2 separate regions of the Mus musculus genome follow, and region 1 is linked to region 2. Evidence: chromatin contacts called from public promoter capture Hi-C data. All regions are on one chromosome and are shown on one strand. The core of a region is the stretch at or near the end of the contact, and the rest is flanking DNA. Distances in the headings are between cores, read along the strand shown.

Region 1 (6,042 bases), core at 3,260-5,759, 3.0 Mb after region 2:
GGCAGCTCAGGCCCTCGGTCACGGGGATCAGCACCAGAGAGGAGCCGAGGTCATTCTACTTTCAGATGAATCTACTTTCAGATGAAGGTCACTTGCTGGCCCAGGGACATGGAAGGGGAGCAAGGAATATAGCATTCCCTAATTTTTAAGTCAACATTTATCCTATTTTTAACATTAAATATTTAAATACTCACCTCTAATAAAATATTTAATTGAATGTTATGGCATTAAATATCATTTCGTTTTTAACACTTTAACACTAACGGAAGCCATCCAAAGGATAAGTCTATGCATGGCGACAGACACACAAACATAAAGCATATGATACATAATGATAGGCAGTAAGCAAAACTGCCAGCTGACACTGACGTAAAGTGGAACAGCCAGGCCTTCCCAGACACCGTGCAGGCTACCTACACGTTGTACAAACGCCAATGAACGTCCTCACCACAGGCAATATCTCAAGTTTATGTAGTCATCAAGGAAAGAGATTCCACCCAAGCAGAAGGAAGGCATTTCAAAAGTCAAATAAGTACATTCATTTCATTATGAATTCAATATAACTAATCAGAGACTTTCTGTATTGTATAAGAGCTTTTGTACTAAAATTTTAAAAGATGCAAAGAAACAAAAGGCTGACTTGATTTCAGTAGGAAATCCAATTTAGATATTCACAGTCTAATTTTATTGATTAGCTATTAATCAACATAATAACAAAAGATAAGAACAAAACAATAATTTTGTCATTATTTCTATGGGAAACATTTTATTACAAAAATAACCCATCTAGGCTATAACAAGTTAATTAATTTTGTATCCAAGTCTTGACATGGAAAACAAAACAAAGCACTCATACAGTTATATTAATATATATCCATAAATACATACATAACTAAAAGCTGCAGTAACATGCTTCAATAAATGGACAGTTTCTCACCTCGTCTTCCTTCAAACACATCACTGATTTCCCTTAGCAGCGTCGCCATGTCACTCATCTGAGACTCCCAAGCTTCACAAAACACATCCAGGTTTTCCTTAGCGATTTTGCTAGACGGATGCAACGTCAACGTTTCAGCAGCAGAAATGATCTAAACAGGCATCAGAGGCATGCGTGTGATCTTTAAAGTCTCAGCCCTGGGAACCATTCTGGACATTAAGTCATCAGTAAGCTGATGAATTTTCACATTGCCACTTCCGGTTATCAGTCAGTATTTTAATAGCAAAATGTGCTATCTGCCTAACTTGAGATAGTTACTCTGCATCTAATAGAATCTTGTTCAAAAACTTGCATGGCCAGAAACATTGTTTTTGTTTGTATGTTTTTATTTACTAATGTTATGTGTATGTGCATGTGTGTACGTGCATGCGTGTGTACGTGCGTGCGTGTGTGTGTGTGTGTGAGTATGTGTGCATGCGCACACAAGTACAGGCACAGTCTGATGTATATGTGGAGGTTGGTTCTCTGTTCCCACCATGTGGGGCCTGGAGCTGTCACTGGCTGCTCAGCAGTCACCTTTATGTACTGAGGCATCTAGCTGCCCCTGCTTTGTTTCTTAAATCAATGTCCTTAGGAATTATTAAACTGAACTGTATTTTGTGGCTTGTTAGATACTGATATATCTTTCTTTGCAAGTATATTAATGTGACCTGCATTATAAACAGCTTCATTTAAAAGAGATATAATCTAGCATTTCAGTGAAATGTGCCAATTTCAGTTTGGCAGAAAAACCAGATGATCCAATGAAATGTCAGCCGTGTCCAGTACATCACCAACCAACTTCCAGTGACCCACTTTCTCTCTTCTTCCTCTCAGCAGATCTGGCCTCCACTGAGGCAAACCTTTCTGCTTGTTTCCTCAGTCTGCTACACAGTCAAATAACACACAACATAGAGAGGATAATGTCCATTTCCATACCTGTTGGCCAGTCACCTGAAATGTCTCCTCTGCATGTATGCACGTTATCTCAAGGGGTTCTGTGCCGGATATATGCCGCAACAATCGACATGTCTGCAAAAACCATGTCCACAGGTCACCTTCTACACCCTCATCCTTCCCATATGATTCTTATGTTTACAAACCTAAGAATGGATCTGTACAGGCCAAAGCAGGAACAAACATGGGCAGAGCATGCTGTTTCCGCTCCCTATCTGACCGAGGCAAGGCGGTCACAAGACGTGAGAACCACAGGGAACCTTTGAAAGGTCTAGCTTAGTGTGTGTGTTGCTGCATCTGCCTCCAGGGTCCCGCTGCTAAACTGACAAGTATCACAAGCTACGGCTCTCTCAGGGCTGAGACTTTTCCTCAAGATCAATATATGCACACGCCTTTCTTCTTTGAGCTAGCAATGGATTGGGTAGACTGGTTATAAAGAAGCAGAAAGCTTCCTTTAGAGAAAATTAGTAAACACCATGAGACTTAAAAGGAAACGTTTTGACTTTGTTTTATAGTTTAAAAGGTTTGTTATAGGTTTCCTAAAGTTTCTTTCTCCACGGCCATAATAATTGGTTTCTAGAAAGAGCAGAAGCAAATCTATTAAATAAAGGAAATAAATAGCCACTTTGAGAATGTTCCTCAGAGGCTTCCAGGCTGCTGTGTAGACAAGCAAAGAAGAGGAAGCCAGGCTCAATAGTAGCATCGATGACCTTTAGGATTGTTGAGCAGGGTATATGATAATATGAAGACTGTATTTGTATATGCTGTGATAGTTGGAATGAAATGGCCCCATAGGTTCATAGAGACTGGCACTATTGGAAGGTGTGGCATTGTCAGAGGAAGTGTGTCTCTAGGGACAGACTTTGAAGTCTCAGAAGCTCAAGCCAGGCCTCGTGTGTTTCACTCTCTTTTCCTGCTGCCTATGGATCAAGATGTAGAACTCTCAGCTCCTTCTCCAGCATTATGTCTACCTGCACGCTGCCATGCTTCCAGCCATGATGATAATGGACTAAACCTCTGAAACTATAAGACAGCCGAAATTAAATGTTGTCCTTATAAGAGTTGCCATGATCATGGTGTCTGTTCACAGCAGTAAAACCCTAACTGAGACACAATGGCCAAGACTGATCTCACACATGCATGCATGATTAAGGGTTTTCTGTTTTCTTTTCTTTCTTTCTTCCTTTCTTCCTTTCTTTCTTTCTTTCTTTCTTTCTTTCTTTCTTTCTTTCTTTCTTTCTTCCTTCCTTCCTTCCTTCCTTCTTCTTCTTCCTCTTCTTCCTCTTCCTCTTCTTCTTCTTCTTCTTCTTCCTCTTCTTCTTCCTCTTCCTCTTCCTCTTCCTCTTCCTCTTCTTCTTCTTCTTCTTCTTCTTCTTCTTCTTCTTCTTCTTCTTCTCCTTCTTCTCTTCCTTTTTTTTTTAAACTAGCAGATCCATGGTAACATTTTTAATGAGTTAAGATCAGCTGGAATTTGGGGGGTGGGTGGGTAAGGGGGACTTTTGGTATAGCATTGGAAATGTAAATGAGCTAAATACCTAATAAAAAATGGAAAAAAAAAAATCAGCTGGAATTATAATTATACAGCAAGTGCCAGGTGACTCCCTGGGTTGGGGCAGAGTGGGAGAGTTCAGGAAGGGTCAGAGGTCTTCTCATTGTCCTCCTCCCTTCTCCACTCAGCTTTCTGCCTTGGGTAGCTAACTTGGGTTTGCCATAGCTGTGTTTGGACAGAGGAAAGGAAAGAGAAGTTCTTTCCTTTACTGGGTCACCCTGGGCCATCAATGTGCTTAGTTCACAGACTTCCAGGTTCTGCCTCCCCCACCAACTTGCCCTGGCTCTGTAATCACGGGCTCCCCCACAACTGTCTATGCAACACTGAGCCCAGCTCTCTTGCTAAGCACTTGTCACGGCATGCTAGCTTCAGACTCAAACAGAAACAGCGTTACTCCACTGCACCCCAGAGCCCAGTCTGAGAAAACAAAGAAAGGAATACTTAAAAATATATTTTATGGTTCTAGTACATTTTATTGTTTTGTTTTAGAGGCTAAACTATTGTCAGAACAGGGTAGACGTGTGTTATACCTTACAGATTCCAAAGAGAAGAGAAGGCAATACTCAGATGGGCAGTTAGTCAAAAACATGTGCTAATATTCTCTCCATAACTTTGCTATCATATGGTGAACCACAGTTTGTTTAATAAGCAAATCTATTACTCACCTCCACAAGCTGTTCTTTCTGCTCAGAGAGTTTACAGGCATACTCAGCCAAAGCTTCCAAATTTCCTTCTACTCCAGTAACTTTTAATGCTTTTAAAACCACATGATCAGCATGGAATTTTAACAGGTCGGCTGCCAGCTGCATGGCTGTACAATGGAGCTGAAGGAGACAGAAAGGCATCAGAGCAGGAAAGGAGACAAAAAAACGTTCATGACCCAGCAGCCGAGAAGAGCCCCAGTGACTACAGAAGAGAACCCCCACAGCGCTGAGGCGGAGCAGCCCCTGTGGTCACAGGAGAAGGCCTGGGATGCAGGGAAACATGGAACTCCTTCCAGCAGCCGGGTGTGTGGAGGACGAGCCCTGGCCACTCAGTGGAGGAGGAGCCTGGCCTCTGCACTCTGCCAGCCAGGCCTCTCCCACACAGCCTCTCTCCCTGTGGAACATGCTTCTGCTATTGATAAAGATGGTGAGAAGTGGGGCAGAATTAAGAGTTTACTGCTCAAGAGCTGGAGAGATGGCTCAGCTATGCAGAGGGCTGTCTGCTCCTCCAGAGGTTCTGGGTTGGATTCCCAGCAGCCACGTGGCAGCTCACAACCACCTGTAACTGCAGTCCCAGGGGATCTTTCACCATCTTCTGGCCACTTTGAGCACTAAGCATACACTTGGAGTCTAGATATACATGAAGGCCATACAGCCACAGACAGAAAAACTTAAAAATTTTCAATGTTAAATAAAACTTTAGTGTTCAGACTACTACAAGGAATATCTAACAGAGGGCCATATCATCAGCAGGTTTAAGGGGACAGTAATACAGCTCAAGCAAGGCCTAAATTTAATTGCCAGTATTGAATAAATAAAGAAAACAAAAACAAAAGGCAACAGTTGGGGTGAACAGCTCACCAATATGTAAAGGGTCTCAGTCTAATTTACAGCATTTAAGAATATCACTGTGGGGCTGGAGAGATGGCTCAGTGGGTAAGAGCACCTGACTGCTCTTCCGAAGGTTCGGAGTTCAAATCCCAGCAACCACATGGTGGCTCACAACCATCTGTAACGAGATCTGACTCCCTCTTCTGGAGTGTCTGAAGACAGCTACAGTGTACTTACATATAATAAATAAATAAATAAATAAATAAATAAATAAGTAAATAAGTAAATAAGTAAATAAATAAATCTTTTAAAAAAAAAGAATATCACTGTGTGTGTGTGTGTGTGTGTGTGTGTGTGTAAGTTACATGGCAGGTGGTTTGGGATTTGTTCAAAAAAATAAAATAAAAGGGACATTACTTTCAAGAAAACCTGACTATGAATTAAACCTGGTAGAATGAATCAATTTCTTTTCTCATTGAAGTAACCGGATGTCAATTCAAGTGATAGGATAGGACTTTGTATAAAATAAACAGTGGAGCTGTCTGCATTTATCAACCAAGTCAGAATAATCACAGCCAAAAAGGCACTAAACTACTTTCCTGTGTGTCACAGAAGGATTTTAAAGGACCTAATTCAACCAGCCGGGCCTTAGAGAATATCTAACACCACGTCTTTGTGCAACTTGTCCACAGCGGCTGAGTGACTTGCCAAGGTCTTATAGCTCTTAGGAAGGCAGTGAGGACAACTCATTAGCAACAAAAGAGGAAGAAGCCAGAACAAATACCCTGTTCCTGTCCGCGCTGTCCGAGGGCAGCTTTTCCCACCCTTAGATTAAAAGACTACGGCTGACGTGGTAAGGAGACGAAGCCTGTAGGGAAGTCTAGGGTCACCAAGGGTCTCACGCAGCACTCACAGCTGAGCAGCTCAACAGTTAATTAAATCTTAATATGAGGAAATCACACTGTCGGGGAAATCACATCCTTCTGCACTTAACAGGAAACGTAAAGGAAGTCTCAATAGATCTG
Region 2 (5,768 bases), core at 1,597-4,096:
GTGGCTCTGAGTTAGAAGTCAGCCTGGTCTGCAGAGTTCCAGGATAGCCAGGGCTACACAGAAACACTCTGTCTGTCTCCTCCCTCCCCCTCCTCAAATAGGGGTTAAATTGAAGCCCATGTGTTTTGTGTGTAATATAATTTGATGTCGACAAGCTATTAAGTGGCTATAAATAGGCTATTAATATTATATTAGGTGAGGTTGTCCGATGGCTCAAGTGGATAAAGTCATCTGTAACCAAGCCTGAGAATCAGAGTTTGATACCTGGGAGACCCACTTGGTGGAAGGAGAGAACTGACCTCCATTGAGTTATTCTCTGACCTGCAGAAGTATATTGAATCACATACACGTAACCTCCACATACACTTAGTTATCGTGTGATAACTAAGTGTAATTAATTTAAGAAAATAACTTCAGATAAAAAATGCCTATCCAGAATACTAAAGTTTAAAAATAAGATTGTTCCCGTTAAAATGAAACCTTTTTTTTTTTTTTGTTCTTGAACTCTTTCTTCATGGTTCTTAAAAAAATTATTATAATAGATCTGTCAAAGTTAAAGACATGCCACTCCGTGGCTAGGAAGCAGTATTGCAGGAAAGAAAGGAAATGCCTTTTGTGAAGCTGAGTATCTCAGACATGGAGTCAGGGAGAGACGTGAACAAGCAGAAACTGACATGTGTTATAAGAACTAACCGTCTGGCGTGGCCCCAATGTTTGTATTAATAGAGCCACTGCCCTTGATTCATTTACCAGCATAGCTCTGGACTGTGCAGGATTTTGTAATCCTCCCCACCCTGGGAACATTTCGAAATAACGAGATATTTTTGATCATTACAACTGGTGTGTGTGTGTGTGTGTGTGTGTGTGTGCATGTGTGCATGCACAAGGGATACTATTGAATATCCTACAATACCTAGGGTAGTCCAAAAAGATTTGTTCAGTTCAAATGCCAATGGTTCTACTGTTGAGGAACTTGGTTTAGAAAAATACTAGTTTCACGTGCTTCTAAACAACAACAAACAACAACAACAACAAAATGCATTAAAGAGCTTGGGTCACAGCTCCTTAGCTGATAATCTGATTAGCCCAGTTTTGTTTTCTAAGGTGTATACCTTAGATTTATTTTATCAGCAACTTTTGTAAATCACTTTCAGACATCAGGAAAAGGCTGAATAGTCCAAGATGAACTGTCCCAAATCCCTCCTTTCTTCTTTCCTCTTCTAAGTCTTCCCTCGGTTCACTCCGGTTTTCCTCAACTACACAGCATTCCATTAGACCAGGTAGTTTATGTAGTGGCCAGAAGCAAATATGATAAGCACATACAAAATATGGATAGAGCTTTTCTGTGTGTGTGATCTTCCTAGTTCATTTCTTTTAGATCTTATAAATATTGTCTTTAGGCAGTAGGCAGATGTGAGCACACTTCGTTTTGCACTCATGTGGTGAGTCAAATGTCAGGGAGCCTGCAATATCTCTGAGCAGAGCTAATAAAGCCTTGACTGTTTATTTTATTATATTTATAATAAACAAAGTGTGCCAGAAGCTAAAAAGAAATGTTTCCCTGTAAAAAGTGTTTGCTTAGAAAAGCAGATCAAAAAGTATTTAATCAAGGCTATTGTTTCTTGACAAGTTATGAAATGAAGAATGTTGCTACCACTTTCTTACATTTGAAACCTGGTGTTTAGGACAGTGGTGCCTCTGGCAGCCAGTAAAATGCTCGGTACAAAGCACGGGTGTAAATAACATTTGCTAAGTGAGTTAATACCGAGGCTAACCTCAGGAGGAAAAGGCGATTGCCCTTTGCAGCAATATAACAGTCACCTACCTGCTCCCTCAATAGCTTGTGTGTACCCATGCCAAGTAACAACATGATCTGTTGACATGTCAAATAAAAATGTGCCAAATTTACCTTTTTTTTCTTAAAATCCAGTCTCACTTTTTCCCTTTACTTTTAGTTCTTTTTGCAACCAATTTCAGCAGATAGCTCCTTTTCTTGTTTTTCAAAACCTGGCTCCTTTTGCTGTCATTACAGGTGGTGTTTGTATCCACTTTAGTCTGCTTGGCAGTCTTTCTCTATCTGTGGCTTTGTCCTTAAGACCTGCATCTACTACTACTACCTTTTGTCTTGGATTAGTGAATGCATTTCTGATTTCCCTAGTCTCTTCTCATGAATCTTTGGTGCTGGATTGCAACTTCAGAGACCTGCCCATCTTCTTCACCCCAACTACCAATTCAGCACATGCTTTTGATAAACAAGACTGAGGACAATGTAGCGACTGATCAAGAGCTTAAACCACCTGGTTTCACTGCGAAAGACTTTTATTTCTTTTACAACTTCATTTTTCAGGTTGTAGTCTAGCCAAAATAACTTCTAATATTTACAGACTTGCTTTTAATACCGTGTGCATTTCCCTGCAATGGTCTTCTCTAACCATCTGCTTTGGCGTGGCATCCATACTTTTTATGCTTTGTGAAATTCCGTGAGTCCTTAAAATTTTTTTTTCCCTCTGGGAAAATTCAAGTTTCATGGGGATATGGATAAAACATTACCGTTTTATTATCTTTCATATCTTCACTAAGTAATAAATGAGTTACATCGTGGCTGTTCAGAAAAAGAGGAATGGCATCCGTTTACATAGAATCTGACTTTGAGCGTTGCCCGTTGCCCCTTGGGTCAGCTGGCACTGACTGCAACACTGAGAAAATGTCATACCTTTTTTAGGAGAACCAGGGCCAGGGCCCCGCCCCTCGTTCCGGCTCCGGCCCCGCCCCCGTTCCGGACCCCGCCCCCCTAGGCTCCAGGGCGCACGCGCAGGGCTGAAGCTGGCGCGGCCGTCCCCTCCCCCACCCCCTCCGCCGGAGGGGAACCGGCTGCCGCGGCTGCTGGGGCCGGCGGCGTCGGTAGTCGTCATGGAGTACCCGTGGGATGATCTGACTCTGGCCTTTTCCCGCACGTCCATGTTTCCCTTTTTTGATATCGCCCACTACCTGGTGTCGGTGATGGCGCTGAAGCAGCGGCCAGGTGAGTGAAGGGGCCCGACGCGCTCCCGGTTCCGCGTCCTCACTGCGGGAGGCAGGGACGCCGGGATGCCCTGCGGCCCACCCCTCAGTACCGAGCACGGGACTCAGACGTAGGCTGAGGAAGGTCATGTAGACCCCTGAGCGGGACGTCTCAGGTGGGACCTAGCACCTTGCTAGCGTGTTGAACCAGGAGAGGGGGTGGCTTTGCGGTTTCTCAGTCAGCCACTGGAGGCACGGTCCGGGTAACAGTCGCTTGGCATGTAGTTCAGCCCTCTGTGAAACATGTGGGATGGGATGGGATTTTCACAACGTTGAGTTCCATGAACCATGTGACCAAAAAGCAGTGTTTGTACTCCTGTCTTTGACATTGAATGTAGTGGGTTTCCTTTTAAAGTTCCCCATTTTCCCATTATTTTTCTGAGTCTGTCTTTGAGTTCAGGCATTTCTCTGCCTTCCTTGTCCGGGAGGTGAAGGGTGAAAGTTTAAGGGTTGTCTTACCTTTTCTGGACCACTAATTCTTTAAATCCTTGCCTCATACGTTTTTGAGAGTTTTCTGTGTCTAACTCGTGGAGGAACAGGTCATCCTCGTGGGAGACTGTTTCTCTGATTAAAGAGAACTACAGTTTCGTTACTGCTCCATATCTAGAATCCGATAGTATCTTGTATTGACTAAATCAGACGTTTTCAAAGTGTGGCTCACTTCCCAGGTTCTTCCCTGTCACACACTGTAAAGTTCATTATTTTCATAATGTATCTTCAGAGGTTATTTATCCGTTCTTGCCTTTATGAGTGTACAGCGAAGTTTCCCAATGGCCGTGTGACTTAACAGTGTTGTAAGAGATAATGAAACAGCTGATGAGTCCAAGCATTTCTGTTTGAGGCTAGACATTAAGGAGATTTGCCTAATTAGATAGCAATGTGCCTTTTCTCACGAAATACTTTTTTGATTTTGAGAATAGTTATTTTAGTAAAGAACACATTATTTACATTTAATGCATTATTTTAAAATCCATATGTAACTGCTTTAAAAACTGTTAACGTTTCCAAATGCTAAATATAAACACCAACTCTAGGTCCTTCCTTGTTACTGGAGATAGAAGCTACTGAAGTACCCACCCACTGAGTAGAGCCCCAGGCCAAGAAATTTTAAAAATATTTTTAAAGGTATGATCTACATAAATATATTCGCTATTTTTTTATCACAAAGTTATATGATAAAAATATAAAGTATTTTATATTCCAAAGCACTTTATCCCTCTGTAGTCTCTTCCCCTAAATTCTGGCATCCCATTCATGCCCTCTTTAAATTTTAGGGGTCAGTATGGGTCTAAAATTTGAGAATCACTTGGATAATTGAATGCTAATTACCAAGGAGGGAAACATGTTTTTCTCCCAGTACTAGGAAATGATAGTATTCAGAGGAGAATGCCTGCGCCAGCATCCAGGGAGTGTGTTAGAGGACCTAGTAACTTTAAGAGTAGTAATTATTTTCAGTCCTCACCATCTTGCCATTTTCATAGAGAACCATTTTCATTTGCATTTTTCATGGTTATTAATGTACATGCTTCCTTGGTTTATGGGTCATTTGTATTTAATTCCTGTGAATGCCAAGTCTCTTTTGCCTGTTTATCAGGATGTAGATTGTTGTCTCATTTTATTGATTCTCTTTATGCATCATGGACCTTTCATTGTAAGTGCTGAAGCTTCCCTCCCCCCCCCCCCCCACACTCGTTAAATTTTAGCTTTTAGTGCAGAAGTTTTAAAAAGTTTATGGTTAGGGCTGGAGAGATGGCTCAGCGGTTAAGAGCGCAGACTGCTCTTCTGGAGGTCCTCAGTTCAAATCCCAGCACCCACATGGTGGCTCACAACCATCTGTAATGATGTCTGGCGCCCTCTTCTGGTGTGTCTGAAGACAGCTACAGCGTACTTATGTATGGTAATAAATCTTTTAAAAAAGTTTATGGTTAAATCTATTTCCTTGTTTGTACAGACAGATCTGTTTTTAATAGACAGACTTTATGACTTTCAGGATTTATATATTGTTTCAGGAAGTTTGGTCCCATACCAAAGACTATAGAAATACTGATTTATGCTATTTTACAAATATATTTATTTTTTATTATTTTTGAGTGTTTGTGTGCATACCAGTTCAGGTACCTGCGGAGGCCACTGGGTCAGCTTTCCTTGCAGCTGAAGTTATATTACAGTTAGAAGTGTTTCTGAGCCATCCATTGAGGGTGCTGGAAGCAGAACCAGGTTGTCTATAAGAGTAGTAAGTGCTCTTAACCTTTGACCCATATCTCCAACTCCTTATGTGCATGTCTTTTTTTGTTTTGTAGATTTCTGCTCTGAAAGACAGAGCTAAGTGTATGGTTACAAAAGGAAGCTCTTGGGGCTGGAGAATAGATAGATGGCTTAGTGGGTAAGACAGCTGTATGCACAAGCCTGAGGACTTGAGATCAAATCCCCAGGACCCACGTAAGAAGCTGAGAGTAGCTACATGCTTGTAACCTGGGCTCTATGGGGTTTGAGAGAGGCAGGCTTGCTGGGTCTTGCTGACTGCTAGCCTACCTTAGTGTCAGCTGGAGATCCTGTTTGGGAAGAATAAGATAGACCACGATAGAGTTGGACACCTGATGATTTCCTCTGGTTTCCATGAATTCGAGTGTACACACACACACTCACACACACACACACACACACACACCCCTTTCTGTAACAGTTTGGTGGTAGGTGGGTGTTTCTTT

What was found. Promoter capture Hi-C pulls out the DNA fragments that hold promoters and counts their contacts.
Region 1: a contact with region 2 is called in a promoter capture Hi-C map of hippocampal neurons, with 8 times the contacts expected there. The contact joins the enhancer-like site here to the promoter of Tmem38b in region 2. A contact is called at or near these places in 8 of 39 promoter capture datasets (the 3T3-L1 cell line, 3T3-L1-derived adipocytes, cranial neural crest and 4 more) and 1 of 115 datasets of contacts at active chromatin or transcription factors (astrocytes).

The regions. Positions count from the first base shown.
Region 1 is chr4:56,825,337-56,831,378 of GRCm38.p6, forward strand. Ctnnal1 (catenin (cadherin associated protein), alpha-like 1) reads right to left here. Exons shown (of 19, transcript NM_018761.3): 9 at 4,148-4,306; 10 at 1,916-2,008; 11 at 938-1,088. Among named protein-coding and RNA genes, the nearest start is that of Elp1, 26 kb to the left of the region's middle. Within about 2 kb of position 4,510, at least 97 of the 459 cell types and tissues checked have an H3K27ac peak or open chromatin away from gene starts, as enhancers often do. A contact at or near this core is called in astrocytes, where this site is marked.
Region 2 is chr4:53,823,199-53,828,966 of GRCm38.p6, forward strand. It overlaps Tmem38b (transmembrane protein 38B), which reads left to right and starts at 2,847. Exons shown (of 6, transcript NM_028053.2): 1 at 2,847-3,022. The coding sequence starts at 2,911.